Regions from separate parts of the Triticum aestivum genome. Here region 2 is linked to region 1. A link is a contact called in public Hi-C data. All regions are on one chromosome and are shown on one strand. Each heading gives the region's core, a stretch centred on a gene start, on an enhancer-like site or on the middle of the called end of the contact. The rest is flanking DNA. Distances are from core to core; before and after follow the strand shown. Region 1 has its middle 330 kb from the start of LOC123046231. Region 2 holds the start of LOC123046231 (brassinosteroid-responsive RING protein 1).

The links. A called contact is a pair of places that touch in the nucleus more often than the background predicts.
Region 2: a contact with region 1 is called in a Hi-C map of leaf, with 4 times the contacts expected there. The contact joins the promoter of LOC123046231 here to the enhancer-like site in region 1. A contact is called at or near these places in 2 of 5 Hi-C or Micro-C datasets (both in leaf).

The regions. Positions count from the first base shown.
Region 1 is chr2B:598,426,395-598,430,434 of IWGSC CS RefSeq v2.1, forward strand. No RefSeq gene overlaps it. Among protein-coding and RNA genes, the nearest start is that of LOC123046231, 330 kb to the right of the region's middle. Within about 2 kb of position 2,312, at least 4 of the 8 cell types and tissues checked have an H3K27ac peak or open chromatin away from gene starts, as enhancers often do. A contact at or near this core is called in leaf, where this site is marked.
Region 2 is chr2B:598,753,045-598,756,686 of IWGSC CS RefSeq v2.1, forward strand. LOC123046231 (brassinosteroid-responsive RING protein 1) reads left to right here and starts at 1,559. Exons shown (of 1, transcript XM_044469535.1): 1 at 1,559-2,552. The coding sequence starts at 1,699. The coding sequence ends at 2,304.

The sequences.
Region 1 (4,040 bases), core at 1,062-3,561:
ATCAATGTAAAAAATATTCACCAAATTCAATTTTTTTATCGGATTAAGAAAATGTGCATCTAATTCGAAAGTTGTTCATAAATTTTAAAAATGTTCATCAGATACAAATTTTGTTCGCCGAATTCAAATAATAGACATGGAATTCAAAAAAACTTTTATACAAATTATGTTCATCAAATACAATAAAATCATCATCATTGAAATATGCTCATAAAAATTGTTCATCAAAATGAAAAATGTTCAATAAAATTCAGAACATGTTCATTCTTTTGAAATCATAAAAAAATTGAATTCAGTATTTTTTTTTGAATTTGGTGAATTTGAACCCGTGATATTTTTTGAAAGTCAGGAAATTGTTTGAAATACCCAAACAAAAACAGAAGGCACCTCGCCCCCACATGCGCCGGTCTGCGCTCAGCCGTTTTCCGCCGCGCAGCTAGCCGAACAGGAGGTCCCTTGGTGGTGTGTATGTGCGTCTGCTCTCACACGCACCAATTAGCATTTGGGACATTAATATTGTGAAGTTGTAATGGCCTGGGTTAGACGCCGGAAGGGAGAACATGGGCTGTCGGAGATGAAATTCGTTTCTTTTAGGGAAAGCCGTCGGATCAAACAACACACACCACCTTCACCTTGCAGTTGCGGCAATTTGTAGAAGCAACGATGGCTCTTTTTCAGGTGCATCAACGATTGTATTCACAAACCAAGGCGATTCGGCTACTCTCGAAGCAATGGCGATCAGGGAAGGTCTTGCGTTAGCCCAAGACTTGAATGTGCACCGATTACATCTAGCGTCGGATTGCCAGGGTGTGGTGGCAGAGATCAAATCTGGGAGTGGATCGGCTTATGGTGCTATCATAGAGGAAATTATGTTATCTATTACTTTTTTTATTTCATGTAACGTAATTCATGAGTTTAGGAGCTCCAACAAGGAGGCTCACAATCTAGCGAAGCAGCATTAAGATTAGGGCCTGGACGTCATGTATGGCTAGGCCATCAGGAAGGTCTTTACTTCGTCCCTGTAAACATTGTGACGGGTTGAATAAAAGCTTCGCGAGATTGCCTAAAAAAAACTCCACCTGCTTGTTTGGAAGTCCCGCTAAAAAAACCTCGATCTATCTTAGGAAAAACACTTTTTTGGACCCTACTATCAGTGTTTGCGATTCAAGCGGCGCTACACCCATCGACCACCTAAGCTGCACATCCACTGTTTTACCAGGGCCTACGCAACATGCCCTTGCTAATAATCTGTCAGTTAAGCAGGCAATCAAATCCATAATGCCACGACCTGATAAGTTTGGCCACATGTACGTAAATGACAGCAGTTAGAGGCTGTCCCACAAGATAAGGTAAAGCCTTTCCTCTCACGACAACCAAACTGTTTTCTTATCTTTTTCGGACAGCTTGCACTAGCGCGTGCAGCCATGAAAAGTCATTACCGATACCAACTTATCCTGACTAGGGCGTAGTCCAATCTAAATCTAATGACTAAAGTAGATGTAGCCCGTACGGGCACTGAAATCCAAAGTTGCAAGCTGGATAAAGCAGGATCTGGCGCACCGACAGGGAGAATCTACTGTTGTTACTTGCCAAGCAAACTTGCTCAGATAAAGACGTCGTCGTGGAAGCTCATACGGGCACGTACTCCATCATCACTGCTGCTGCATCGATATCACATGAGTGTGGCTTTCGGGTGTGCGCCGACACACAGGCAGAGACAGATTGGTGTTTAGCCGAATGCTCAATGCTGGAGTTGGAAGCGAAGATGCTAGTACAATAAAATATGCGGAGCATCTTACACGTATTAGGGTGCAGTATCAAAGTACAGATCCAGCTCGATCTCGTAGCTCCAAGGGAATAGGACGCGCCACTCCCAGTAACTGTCAAAGAATAATACTGGAACAGACTTCAAATTTTCTGCATGATGATTACTCACGCCAGCCAGGAAGCCGGAAGCATATTCGGAATGGGATTTCCTGTTTGCGTACGTACCATTCCGCAGTATTTCGAACAGCACAGACCAGAACAGCATTTGGTCTGCACGAACGAAGATGGCCCTCCCGTTCGCGGTCGAAATCCACCGGGTTTTTCAGGTAATTTACACGGGCGGCCGGGGGGCACCGGCAAGACAAGGTCCCTTTCTGATCGCCGTTGGTGATCAACTTGGCGCCTTATCCGATGGGTGACCGCTGCGGGCAGGGCACCGGACGACGGCGACCGGAGGTGGGTGGGCGGCCAGCTCTCCGGCTCCGGGGCAACCCACCAGGCTCGGCCCGGCCGGCCACGTACGGTCGCTGTCCCCGCCGGCTGATCCTGCGTCACTAGCGCGCAAGCTCACTCCCCGCTGCCCGTCTCAGCCCCCTGCCCGGCACCCGTCCGACCATCTGATGCGTGCGTGTGTGGACGTGGTTAGACCTACCGCTACCGGCCCTCCTTGGATCGTTCGGGGATTCCATGCACGGGACAACCGACAGGTCCGATCGTGCTGTACTTTGGGCGCGGTAGGGGGGCGCCTCCCCGTCGCTGGGAGGGCCAGCCGCAGTGGGTGCCAGCCAAGGGTGAAGGGTTCAGAACTTCAGATAATAGCGCGCGGGTACGTGCCGTTGGCGGCATCCGCGACGGTCCATGTGGGCGCATCTCGGCGCGCGATCCGCCGGCTGGGCGGGCGTCCTTGAATATTACTTGCATCCGTCCGGCCTCCGGCAGCACGAACATGCCATGTTATATTCGAAATTCCAAGAGCTTTGAGGTGGTAGTAATGTCCCATCAGAAAATTCAGGATTAAGTACAGCTGGGCCGAAATTTTTAGATGCTCGCTGCTCAACGTAAATTACTTGGGAGGCCTTGCTTGCTCATCCCATCCCAGGCCAGAAGGTTGATCAGTTCCATCCAGGTAGATAGTTACATCATCATCTATCAACGTCTCGGGTCACATCGTGCATGGGCTGCACGCACGGGCGCCACTATTATTAAACAATCGCCGGACTGCGCGTCGGGTTAGGTGGCATGTTTAGTCGGGACGTCCGGCCAAGACGCTGTGGGACAGCGAAGCTCTCGGCGACAAAAGGAAGCCACAACTACAAAGTTTAGGTTAATCACTTAATCGGCGTCAACACAAACACAAAGGAGTGGCCTGATTTTCTTTTACATACATCGGTTTCTATCTAGAGTCGTTATACGCCGATCGATTGTAACGTTCTTGGAAAAGTACCGTCGTTTTTCCCACTCTCAGAGGACGACAAGATATTTCTGAAAAACAAAGATGACAAAATAACTTGCCAGTGGACGAAACGGCAGCATGATGCTACAAATTTGTCACCGCCACCAGTATATACAACATTCGAATGTCTAAGTTAACTGAGCAATGCAGGCCTTCAGTAAGTAACAATTATCGGCCTTGTCCAACTCCAAAACAAAAGAAGGTCTTGTCGTTAGCCCTGCATATCTTGAAGTTATCTCATGGAAATGGAATAATCAAGATGGCCCCTGGATCCTAAGAATCCATTCTGTAATCAAGGCACATCTGTCTATACTAATTGCGGTGGTTGATTTGCTTATAATGTAGTACACGAAAGAAGATTGCCACGATCTGATTTCATGTGCCACCACAAACAAACATTTTGTCTGTTGTGTATAAGGATCAAGGAGAATCCCAATGCCAGCGAAACATAGCTTAGTTATTCGTTCACGGCAATGCTGTCCTTAAAAATACCCCTTCCTTTTTCTTTACTCTCAATATTAGCTTTGTCCTAAATCAAATCTTGTAACTTTATCCAAGTTTCACATATACAATGCCAAATTAATATCACTATATTCGCCACTGAATATAGTTTCATATTATATATATTGGTTATTATAAATATTCATTCCGGTATTTATAAACTTGGTCAAAAAATTTCAATATCGACTTAGGACAAAGTTAATATGCAAAGTAAATAAAAACAAAGTGTTGCACCTGAATCGCTTTGTGCAAGACTACTACGGGCTAAATATTATCCAAATGGGAATCTACTGGATACAGTTTTCCCGAGTAACTCGTC
Region 2 (3,642 bases), core at 309-2,808, 330 kb after region 1:
ATAGACATTGCCCCTCATCCTATTCTTGTCACTACCGGAGCACACCATGACACTTGCCATCCGCGGACGTGAACAAGATGTTGTCAACTCCGGTAGTAAAAACAATAGACGAGGGGTAATGTCTAGGATGTTGGTGGCATCTAAAAGAGTACATGTATGCAATTAATTGGAAAAACTCTCACCGGTGTGATGTAGTCTTGCAGTGGTCAGTGCTGATTGATATACGGAATTCGTCCTCCATAGTGAATGGTTCAAGTTGTTCTTCATCTGAAGGGATTCTACTCGTCTATGAGATCCTCGTGACATGAAGATTTGATCGGGAGGAGCTGTGGTTGATAAAATAGGGTGGATGTCCACTCCTCGCGAGTTACACGCAACGAAACCCATCCTTGGGCCTTCATGGGGAGGAAGGCTCACTCCTCGGCCTTGCTGAGAACAAAGAGTGGTCTTCAACACAAAGAAGGACAAAAAGGGCCTCTTCGGCTCACATGAAGACGAATAGTCACTCTTCGGCCCAGCAGAGCACGATTGGGTCTAAATTTTACTAAATCGGCACTAAAGTCTTGAAATTTCGTAAAACAAAATAAGACTCACTTCGATCCATATTAATTGACGTTGTTTTAGTACAACTTTGTTGCGTTCATTAGTATGGGATCAGTGGGGTATTAGTTTTCTCGATACAATTAATCTCGGCCATCAAATAAGGTCAATTCAACGACTCGGGTTGCCCACATGATGATCGCTCAATATATTTTTGCATGCAGTCAATGTCATTCAAAATATCAATGCCAACGATTTTTTGAGAATCTATCAATGCCCGCGCTAATTATATAATTAGCGCATAAATAATAACCCACCTAATATCCGTGTGCAACTAATGTACTCCCTAATATTTTTTTAGAATGCCAGCGATTTTTGTAGAATCTATCAATGCCATTTAATATAATTCAAAATATCAATGTCGGCGATTTTTTGAGAATCTATCAATGCGTAAATAATATCCAAAATATCCGTGTGCAACTAATATACACTGCCTAATCTTAACACCATGCATTATTACTACTAGTAATTTTGAAATAATATCTGTTTTCTACTATGCACCCTATGCATCTAGTCGGAAAGAGCAGTAAGGATCAACGTGTGCATCTACGGTACGGATACATGCACCGGGGTTGGGATGAACGGTGCACGCACCCGTACGCGCGCCCGTTTCCGTTGCCAACGTGCAGTGCACCGACCGTTGAGGGCACACCAGTTGGGGGATCAGGAGGCGGGCGGACCACCCGCGCGTCAGACGGGCCACGCGCGCGGGGGGTCGCGGTGACACCCGGCCCGGCGGCGGGCGGGCAGGCGGGCGGGCCAGTCAGTCACACCGACTCGCGGGGCTGGCTTGGACTGGGAGTCGGTCATCGGGTCAGGGTCGCGCGCACGACACACCGGTGACACCGCGCCACCCAACCCCAACCGGACGCACGCTACGGTACGCTAGCGCTGCCACCCCCACCCAGGCGGATCCTTCCCCGCCCCGCTCCTTCGCTTTTATATAAGCCACCCTCGCCTCGTCTCGGCCTCCCCACGCCTGCCACCACCACCACCACCACACCATCGTCCTCACACTTGCCTCTCATCCTCCCTGCCCTGCCGAGACTGCAGCAGTCAGCCGGCGGCGCGGACGTCTCTCCTTGGCAAGCGACAGGCATGGGCTTCCCGGTCGGCTACTCCGAGCTGCTGCTCCCCAAGCAGCTGCTCCACCTCCTCCTCCTGCTCGGCTACCTCCGCCGCTTCCTCCTCTGGGCCTTCGACGCCGTCGGCCTCGGCGACCTGCTGGATCTCGGGGACGAGCACCTGGCGCAGGAGCACGCGCGCGGCGACCACGGCGCCGCGGAGGCGCTGCTGCAGCACCGCCGGCCCGAGTTCCGGCCCGTGACGGCCATGGTCATCGAGGAGGTGCTCCCCGTGGTGCGGTTCGACGAGCTGGAGGCCGCGGCGTGCGTCGACGGGGACTGCGCCGTGTGCCTCAGCGGCATCGGCGGTGGCGACGAGGTGCGGCGGCTCAGCAACTGCCGCCACGCCTTCCACAGGGGGTGCCTGGACCGCTGGATGGAGCACGACCAGCGCACCTGCCCGCTCTGCCGCGCCCCGCTCATCCCCGACGAGATGGCCGGCGCGCTCTGGGCCACCGCCGCCGGCGTGCCCGACGCCTCCGACTTCGACTTCTTCTACCTGGGCGCCTCGGCGCCCACCACCCCGACGCTGCTGCGGCCGCACGAGCTGCTGCTCACCGGCCTCGGCGGCTACCAGTGAGCCCCCGATTCGGTCCAGGCAACTGGCCGCCGCCGTCCAGAATGCGCAATTTTACAGGACTGAATTGGTCTCCGCGTCCGGACGCCGGCGAGCTGCCTGGCCCAGGCCGTGTACATAGGGCGAAATGAGTAAAGTAACCGCCCCGAAAAGGGCTAGGAGATTAGATTCTTGTTATGTATAGCTAGATTCCATCTTCCAAGTTTGCGGAGCTGTGGATCTTTCTGCTGGCAATTAAATTTGTTGAGTTAGGCGTTCCGCGTGCAAAATTTCTGTCCCTTTGCTCCTTCTCTTTCCCGTGTTGGTCAGGCCGTTCAGCCGCTTGGCTTTTCGGTACATATACTAGTAGTACAGATTTAGAAAGGCTTCATCAACTTCCCCCGCTGAGCGTACAAATTTAGGAAGGATTTTACATCAGCCGAGGATTTCTGAAACCATATGCATCCTGGCAAGTGGCAGGAAATTTAGGCTCCGACAGTACAGCCGCAGCCTTCCCTTGATTGGATCTACTAGTAGTACCGTTGTTATTGCTACAACTGCTGACACTGAAACCCATGCAGTAGGGCAGTGGAAGAATGTTCTGGAATGGTAGTAAATTAGAGAGTTAATACCACAATTGGTACATAAACTTGTAGGGGTGGGAACAGATTTATACAAAAACTAAGAAACCCCACAAAACTGCTCCTCCAACTTGTCTGCTCTAACAAAATCATACAAAAACACCCTGAGCTGCACACGTGGCGCGCCAGGTAGGCTCTGTTGGGCCCGGACCGCGTTTTTGCACAAACCCCCTCGCCTTCTTCCACATTTGCACATGAGCCGTTGCTTCTGTTTTATAGTAACCCCCAGTCGACGCCCCCGATGCAAACCCCTATCAAAACCTTGCCTTTCCCCTGTTCCTCCTCCTTGCCTTTCCTTTGTTCCTCCTCCTCGACGTTTTCAAGGCGAGGCGGCGACGCGGCCGTGGAGCTCATCGCCGACGAGAGAGGGCGCCATGGAGCCGCGGCGAAGGGAACCCGGCGAGTTCCCTCCTGAATATGGTAAGCTTCCCCTGTTCCTACATTCCCCTGTTCGTTTGCTTCCCCTGTTCCTATGTTCGTCCCATGGTTAGGTTTTCTTGTGCATATCACATGGCGGCCAAGATCAGTAGGGTTTCTTGTGCTACTTGGTCTCAATTTCGGGATCGATTTGGTCAGTAGGGTTTCTGCGCGCGTCCGTACAATATTTGGCCAAGAGGGTTTCTGTGATGCTGATGGGGTTTTGGGTGGTGTGGTATGGGAAAGATTATGGCTAGTGTTAGGGGAGTTCTAGATGTGATTCTGACTGCTGCCTTACAGGGGA